3 separate regions of the Mus musculus genome follow, and regions 1 and 3 are each linked to region 2. A link is a contact called in public HiChIP or PLAC-seq data. All regions are on one chromosome and are shown on one strand. The core of a region is the stretch at or near the end of the contact, and the rest is flanking DNA. Distances in the headings are between cores, read along the strand shown.

Region 1 (2,700 bases), core at 146-2,645, 360 kb after region 2:
CATTCCAGCGTTTGGCCTTGGCCTTTGCTCTCTGCAAATGAATTTTCTTTACACCTTAGGAGGCCAACACCTTTGCTGGTTCTGCTTTTCCTATGTCTACACCTTAGGCTTGGATCCTTTGGCATCGCTTACTTTGAAACCCTTGATATCCCTTAGATAGCTACAGTAGACTGCCAAGTAGAAGAACCACTAAATAGAGTGGCCAGGGGGCATTGCTTACTTCAGTTGGCAAGGGCTAGTGGTACTAAAATGAATTTTGAACTGTGCCTTGCCATGGTCTCTCAGGACAACTGGATTCTGGAGCACTAGGAACAACCATTCCCTCTTCAGTGACCTTCCTTCAGCTCCTTTCTCAGTAGCCGATTACACACTTGGTCAACCCAGAAGAAATTATGAAAACAACAGACATGGAAAGAAGATAGTAAGCCCAGTCAAAAGGGGACAGAGCCCCCCACACTGCTGGGTTAAAGTATGGTGTGCCCTCCCCCTGAGAGGAATCAGACAGTCATGAGGGTCCTGGCAACCTGCCAGCTTCAAAGACACCCTAATATTCCAAATGACACATAATGCCTACAGGAAGAGAACACAATCACCAGGCAGTGTGATTCTTCATCCATTGGGAACACGGCAATAATCTATTGTTGATGAAAAGCAAGGGGGAAATTACACTTTCATATACATTTTTGCAAAATCCTGCCTCACAACCTCTCTGAGCACCACTGCCCTTCTGAACTTGAGTCAAGCAGAGACAGAACACAAGCCAAGATCTCAACATCCCACAGAGGACTGTCACACACATGTTCCTCCCTGCATGACTTCTCTGATGCCTCCAAAACTGCAGCTCAGTAAGGCCTGGGTAGTCCAAAGTATGAGGAGACAACAAGATAAGAAGCAGCTGGCGCCACAGCAGCGATGAGACTGGCGATAGGGACCAAGTGCAGTGTCGCCAAGCTCTCTGCACTGGGAGTGGAAAAAAGAAGAGAAGTAAGGGGTGGGGGTTGGGGGGAGGAGAGGGGCCTGACTGCGCTCTCGGGTACAGGTCACCTGAGGTGCCTGCTACCAGGCGCTGCGGCGCTGCAGCAAGTGGAGAAACTGAGGATGGAGATGTTCAGGCTCGCCCTGCATCCTCTCTGCAGCGGCTCGGATCATCCGGACCTTGGCAGTCGCAGCCCAGGGCTGAAGCTCTGCCTGCGTCTTCGACCGGGGCCTCGGCTCCCGGGCTCTGGAACGCAGTTGGGACTCCCGGGGCCGCAGCTCCCTACACCCGGCCGGGGACGTTAGGGACCCGAGGTCCGCGCGCGGAACACAGGGCTCTGCAGCTGCGGGGCGCACGAGGCACGCCGCACCGGGCGCTCTCGGGACAGGCTCCGCCCCGCCGCGCGCATAGTCGCAGCTCGCACTCACCGGGTCTCCGGTCTCGCTCGCCGCTCGCCCTCCCACGGGATGTGGACGCTCCGATCGGGGGCCTCCGCGCCAGGCTGTTCTCTCCCGGCTTCCTGACCGCGCTACGGAGCCTCACCCCCGACCCCCGGCTACGATTGGTCCGACTATGGGCGGGGCGGGGCGGAGCGGGGATGTTGACTGACAGCCGCGCAAGCTGAGTGATGTGCCCAGTGGCGAAACAAGGAGTTGGCACTGCCTGTGCTACCCGACCGCCCCAGGGAGCTTGGGTTAGGATGACTGTGTACCTCCGGAGATACACTCTAGCCCGAGGGCTGGACCCTTTTGGAGACACAAATACAGATGACCTTCGGACATCAGCGTTTCCCCGGAGCGTCCCCTCAACCGATTCTCTTCCTGAGAACTAACCACAATGCTGGCCTAGCAGTGGCGGAGCTGCTGGTACCAGAGAAACACTGCTTGCCAAACGTGAGCATAGAGATCTTGAAGCTTCTCTCTTTGAAGTTAGTTCTTGGCAAAAGCGCCAGGATATTCCACCCAAACCACCCTCAATGCTGGATTACCCTAGTTTGGACGTTTTATGTCAAAAGCAGCTTGGTGAATCTGAGATACTGAGAGGAGTTTCTAGAGGACAGAAAGGCCTGTGTGGGACAAAAGACGTTCCTGGCTTAGAGCACAGTGGGGTTGGACTTACTTTTAACCAGAGCAAAATGCTGGGGGATGGGGTGGAGTCTGGGGCTGGAGAGATGGCTCAGCAGTTAAGAGCACTGGCTGCGTGCTCTTCCAGAGGTCCTGAGTTCAATTCCCAGTAACCACATGGTGGCTCACAACCATCTGTAATGAGATCTGACGCCCTCTTCTGGTGTGTCTGAAGACAGCTACAGTGTACTCATATACATTAAATAAATACATCTTTTTAAAAAATGTTAAAAAAAAAAGTCTGCCCTCAGACTTAGTCCCAAGTTGAAGTAGAATCGATATGAATTCCAACTGTCATTAATTATCATTATATTTATTGACAATGGAGCTATAAGAGCCTGAGGTCAGGAAGAACAGAAGCAAAACAACTGTCTTCGGGGCATAATAAGACCACTGGGTTCATGAACGCAGAGCACCTGTGCTTGCCTCTACAAGACTTGAACAAAACCAACCCACCAACATTCTCACATGGCAGGACAAAGGGTTCATGTGTACACACACATTAACTGAAGACCCAATGATGGCATCTGGGAACAGGAGATACTGTTTTCCTAAGGGTATGGACCCTGATAGGTCAACCACTCTCCGGGGAATGGCTTC
Region 2 (2,700 bases), core at 66-2,565:
GCTCTGGCCCCTGCCTTTCTCTCCAACTCTATCTCCCAGAACTATCAGAAAGCTCTCCACTGGCCAGCAGTCTGCAGTACTTTTCGGTGTCTAAATATAAACACACCCACCTAAAGAGCCCTTCCTACACCTCACCTGCATGGATGGGTTTTCTTCTTTGAGGACACAACTCTAGCGCAGTATTGTCTCCTAGACTTCAGACCTTCCCCTGCCTTCTTTATGCTTCTAGGGCAATGCAAACCCAGAATTTACAATGTGATGACATAGTCTATATTCCTTCATTGATTTCTTGCTATTTGTCTTCCTAATTCCCCTGTGAGAAAGGTCTAACACCCTAAAGATAAGCCAGTAAAGTCAGTTAATAGTAATCAACCAGAAAATTCAGTCAAGAGAACAAAGAGACAGAGGCTTGAAGAATTAAAGAGCCAGAAATGAGGAAAAGGGTGGGGTCTGGGAGAGGCAGACAGGGGAAGAGACCCATCAGATTATTCTCTTTCCACCAGCTTCTTGTTTCAACGTGTGAGCCCCCGTCATGCACAGATGCTCTGTGCCCTGTCACAACAGAGAGACGAGCTTCAAAACCAGCTCTGCAGCTTCTCCTATGTGATCCAGCATAAATTACTAACCCTTCCTAAGCTCTGGTTCCCTTACCTCTACAATGAAGACAATTGTGTTTATTTCTGTCAGACAATAGTTACGAGGATTATGTCATGTAATTACCATCTACCTGATACATTGCCCAGCACTAAATCAACACATGGAGCGCTGTCAGCTGAAACTGCATTTCTAGGTCATGTTGAGAATGACAGAAGACACTTTTGCCCAAAACTGTAAGACATGCTCTAGTTTTGGATGCTGAACAACTCTTTTTCTGTAGGTCAATGCTAAATGCAGAACAACAAACTCTAAGCAATAACGCTGTCAACTATTTTAATCTGATCTATAGTCATTAAATGGCATCTGTTACAAGCCTTGTTTCAGAATCAATACAAATTTTAATATGTTATCAACATAGCTTAAAATTTGAAAAATTAAGAAAACAAGCAAAACATTACATGAGAATAATGAATAAGCCGTTCAAAGAGGAAGACCTAGTCTCACACAAAAACCTTTACTGAATAGAATTTGACCTTCCGAACCTTTCTGAGGTAGTTGAGAAATTCCCAACCACATGGAGGTAAAATAATGGATTAATTATTACATCTCTTTGCACTGGATGTCTTGAACAGTCATCAGCTTTCTTGCTTGGTCACTCATTAACAATCATTGTCTTGACATCCAAAGTATGTTGGATGACTAATAGTTCCCAGCAGCAGCAACTGATAGGAGTTACCGGAATCTCTGTTTACTGGGTTATTATATAGCTACACCTAGCTGCACAGCATGGCTAGTCACGACATTATGTGGTGTTTGGCCTAAAGAGAGTGCCATGTTCTCCTGGCTGTCACCACTCACCTGCAGTGCTTTGACCTCCCTTCTCACCTGCCTTTGCTTACACCCTCTTCTACCACGGACCACTTTCCTCTCCTATTATTCAAAGTTTACAAGTCATTTAAAGTCCAAGCTAAATGCCCCTTTGACCAATATCATCCCGATAGAGAGGTAATTTGCTATTGAGACCTACTGTACTTTATTGCAATTTCCCTATCATACATTTTGCCTTATGCCCTGTGCTCTTGTTATTAATATACTTGGCACACAATGAGCACTAAATAAGAGTCCACTAAATGCAGAAACTGGTGGCCCACTACAGCTGATGCTACTATAGATATTTGAAAATATACACAACCATGCCAGTCTCATGAACAGAAAACTCCTTGCTTCCCAGGAGGGAGCTCTGCTTTATACCGGGCAACTGGGCTCACTCTTTTTCTCTAGTTCCCCAAGGGCGGAGGAGGAATGTGGCTCTAATCAGAAGGAACTCTAAAATTTTGAGTTAATATCTCTTACCAGAAAAATAACTTAGCATGACTCTCACTTATTGATCTCATTTCCCTATGGCAACTGGATTCAAGTTTGAAAAATGAGAGAACATTGGAAATGAAGGTATAAGTGATGCTTTGAAATGAAGAAGGAATAGTTCACTGTCCCCCTTGTAAATCCACTAATGAGAGACCAGTGTCTTAACTGGGTTAAAATGAATCGGGTGGGTCAGAGTCCAAACCAGGACGCTAATGGAGGATATTCAATATCAGAGAGCATGAAGGAATATTTTCAATTTTCATCAGGCTGAGTAATGGCATAGTTATGAAATAAAAAAAAAACTTTTTTGACTAGAGGTGTGTGTTCCAAAATGATAAAATTCCTGGTATTAGCTTTGAAACACTCAAGAGAAAAAGAAGTAATAAAGAGAGATAGCAAGAGTGGTAAAATATTAACTCTCTTAACGTGAAGTTCTTTATATCATTTGCCATTTTTTTCCTTTGAGCCCTACAATATGTACACACACACACACACACACACACATGCGCACGCGCTCATTTCTAAAATATAGCCTTTAAGGTAACAGATGTCCTAATTTCTAAAAAGAATTTTTATCTCCAGGAGTATTCAGTGATAAAGAGGGGATGGATTTTGTTGTTTACTTTACAGTCTGAACTATCAGGTTTTATTCAGGGAACTCCAAAGCAGTGCTGTGATATGTGTTCCATGAAATAAATCAGAAAGCTATGTATACAGCATGACTTGGAGAGAATATCT
Region 3 (2,700 bases), core at 197-2,696, 290 kb after region 2:
TTTCAGGAATCTCCCATGGCTTGTGTGGTAAACCAAGAACTAGAAACAATCGATGGGTTCAGCCAGATGTCCACGGGCCTACAAACTTCAGAAAGGGCTGTCAAAGCACGCACACCGCGCTTTTCAGGGAGCTGTGGGCAACACTGTGGCTTAAGGCACAGTGTTTTAAATCAAAAAATAACTTTTTAAAAATAAAAGACAACCAAAGCTTATGAGTAGCCAGTGTTAAGGAACAGCAAGGGGTCATTCTTTAAAATAATTGCGATGAGAAGCTCCAACAACTGAGAAAATTTAGGCGGTGTTTAAATCTACCCACAGCTGCATCCTGTTTCTCCCTCCCCCACCCCCCCAAATTATGCAACTCGGTTCGTGAAGAAAGGAAACCATACAACCCGCAGCTAAAGAAAGGGCTTCGCTAGATGTAACTTTTCCATTCTCAAGCACACAGAGAAAATCAGAATTCTGAGCAGGCCTCTGAACCGCCAACATCGTAAACTAAGCGCAGAACACTAAATCACTTTTCTGAACCAGGCTTTCCTCTACGTCCCGAAAAGTGGGTTTTCTTTGATTCATCCCTACAAATAGATTAGGAATACGGGTGTCTTAAAAATCCAGTTCCCAACGCTTTACCCTCTGCCACTGCTTCTCACTGAAAGAGTTACAAGAAGGAAACTACATCTCTCTCCATCAGCTCCAAAAACCTCATAATAGTGTTATAATTTCTCAGAGGTTCTTGAATTCGGAGGTCGGGGGAGAAGTGAAAAGGGAAAAGGTTATGAGATGGAAGAAAAGAGAATCCGAGGCTCTCAAGTTCTTTTCCAGGAAGCCAGCGCGCTAGCCCTCAGGGTCCCTTGGGCGCTGGACTCCGCAGAGGTCTAGGCAAGGACAACGTGCCAGAATCAGGACAAGGCATCTAATCACTCATGACTATTCGCGTCTGTCCGGCCGCTAAGGAAGTCACAGGGGCCGCTTAACGTCTCGACTATGGGGGGGGGGGGGGGTGGAGGGAAGTCCCTCCCCATCCTCCCAGCGTGTGAACCCCGAATAGAGGGGCAAGGAATCTCGCGGGTGGGTACCTTGAGGGCGCTCGGCGCGGGCGCCACCTCTGGGACGGGACTCCACGGCCCCGCAGGAGGACACGGAGGAAGTGGAGGAGAAATCGGAGGAGTCGGAGCCGGGCGAGCCGGGCGCGGAGGGCACGGCGGACAGGTAGCCGGTGTCGCCGGCGCCGGGGGCGGAAGGAGGCGAGGCGCCGTAGAAGTAAGCCAGGTTGAGCGGGCTGGTCATGAGGCCGCAGTCGCCGGCCGCGTCCAGCAGCCCCTCTCCGCCGCGGCTGTCGTCCAGCAGCTTGTCCACGATCATGCTCCCAGGCTAGGCGCTCGGGGTCCCCAGACACCTGCGCCACCGGATGGCTACGCGGTTGGCTGCGGCAGAGCGACTAGTACGTGCGCGCCCGGAGGGGACCGGGCTATTTAAATGAACTGACCTCCTCCTCCGCGCTCCGCCCGGTGAGGCGGCGCCTGGGCTGCCTCCCGCCCCGCCTCCGGATGTGTCTAGTTTCCAGTAAAATGCCCGGGATGAGGCAATGTGCCCTCCGCCCTCGCCCCGCCCCGCCCGGGCCGACCGGTTGTTTTCCGGCGGCTCACCTGGAAACCCCGGCTAGCACCCGCGCCCCGAACCCCCGTCGGGGCCAGCTCCAAGTTTCCCCGGTTGGCCTTCGCTGGACGCACCGCATCCCCAGGGGCCCGGGGTCCGCGGCAACCGCTGTCTGCGCAGGGGCTGCGATGCCCGGGGGCGAGCGGGAGCCCCGGGCTGCTGCAAGAACAGGTCCGCCCAGTTCGGGGAGTGGGAAGCCAGAGCGGTGCGTGCAGAGTTCAGTCTCCTCCCTTGCCTCCAACATTTAGCCCGCCTCCAAACCTGGAAGCGGTTGCCCGCGGACTTTCTGGCCTGGACTCAATTTCAGAGCTCTTGCAGTTTCTCTAACTTCATATCTGGGCCATAAGCAATCTTTTTTTTTTTTTTAGTACAGTATTAGAATAAACAGCAATGACTACCCTTTCGTATCCTTCAATACTAGAAAAAAGCTTCTAGCAAAATGATGAATACGCATATATGCGTGTATATTCTTTGTATGTTTTATATTATTTTTTACGTATTATGTAACGTTTTATTCTGCACAACTTGACCTAGTCCTGATAAACACAGGGATTTTGATGCCTCTACCTTGAATACTTTTTTCAATGTTTATACTTCCGCCGCAAATCCAACTAGCGAACCGTCAAGGGAAGTTTATTTTTAAGGGAGAGAAAGAATGAATGATTAAGTCTAAATTTTCAAGTAACATCTTAACACGTGGGGATAAGGTATACACACACCGATGAAAAGAAACTGACTATGATTAAACATCGTGAGAGGTACAAAGTTCAGTGAACAGCCTAAAAAGAGACTTTCTTGTGGAGAGGGGGAGAAGGGGGAAGTCTTCGCAAAGAATGAGATGAGCCCTAAAGGATGGCCCTAAAGCGTTTGCAGGAAAATCATCTGCCAAGAATTAAGGCCAGGAGTCAGGGAAGAATCCGCAGTGCCTTTTAGGACTGCCAAAGGGAAAATAGCATAAATGTGAAAGGTAACCTGAGCGGAGCACCTACAGGGACCAGCGAAGTTACTAGAACTTTAACGTGAGGGAATCTGAAGCTGGCAGAA

What was found. HiChIP or PLAC-seq counts read pairs in DNA pulled down with a chosen protein or histone mark.
Region 1: an H3K27ac HiChIP or PLAC-seq map of extraembryonic endoderm stem cells shows a contact between it and region 2, with 5 times the contacts expected there. The contact joins the promoter of Nxpe3 here to the enhancer-like site in region 2. A contact is called at or near these places in 8 of 115 datasets of contacts at active chromatin or transcription factors (the 230-238 cell line, bone marrow-derived macrophages, effector CD8 T cells and 4 more) and 3 of 9 other capture datasets (adipose tissue, embryonic stem cells and liver).
Region 3: a FOXA1 HiChIP or PLAC-seq map of pancreatic cancer cells shows a contact between it and region 2. The contact joins the promoter of Nfkbiz here to the enhancer-like site in region 2. A contact is called at or near these places in 12 of 39 promoter capture datasets (the C10 cell line, the HPC-7 cell line, cancer-associated fibroblasts and 9 more), 2 of 15 datasets of contacts at CTCF or cohesin (CD8 T cells and pro-B cells), 13 of 484 Hi-C or Micro-C datasets (B cells, the Patski cell line, Th2 cells and 8 more), 46 of 115 datasets of contacts at active chromatin or transcription factors (the 230-238 cell line, CD8 T cells, the HPC-7 cell line and 35 more) and 4 of 9 other capture datasets (adipose tissue, embryonic stem cells, liver and 1 more).

What each region holds. Positions count from the first base shown.
Region 1 is chr16:55,893,884-55,896,583 of GRCm38.p6, forward strand. Nxpe3 (neurexophilin and PC-esterase domain family, member 3) reads right to left here and starts at 1,396. Exons shown (of 6, transcript NM_001134457.1): 1 at 1,045-1,396.
Region 2 is chr16:55,531,591-55,534,290 of GRCm38.p6, forward strand. The region is part of intron 1 of Gm45968 (a long non-coding RNA gene); the gene reads right to left. Among named protein-coding and RNA genes, the nearest start is that of Mir5118, 38 kb to the left of the region's middle. Within about 2 kb of position 1,316, at least 46 of the 459 cell types and tissues checked have an H3K27ac peak or open chromatin away from gene starts, as enhancers often do. A contact at or near this core is called in cancer-associated fibroblasts, colon epithelium, embryonic fibroblasts and 7 more, where this site is marked.
Region 3 is chr16:55,820,692-55,823,391 of GRCm38.p6, forward strand. It overlaps Nfkbiz (nuclear factor of kappa light polypeptide gene enhancer in B cells inhibitor, zeta), which reads right to left and starts at 1,447. Exons shown (of 12, transcript NM_001159394.1): 1 at 1,077-1,447. The coding sequence starts at 1,362.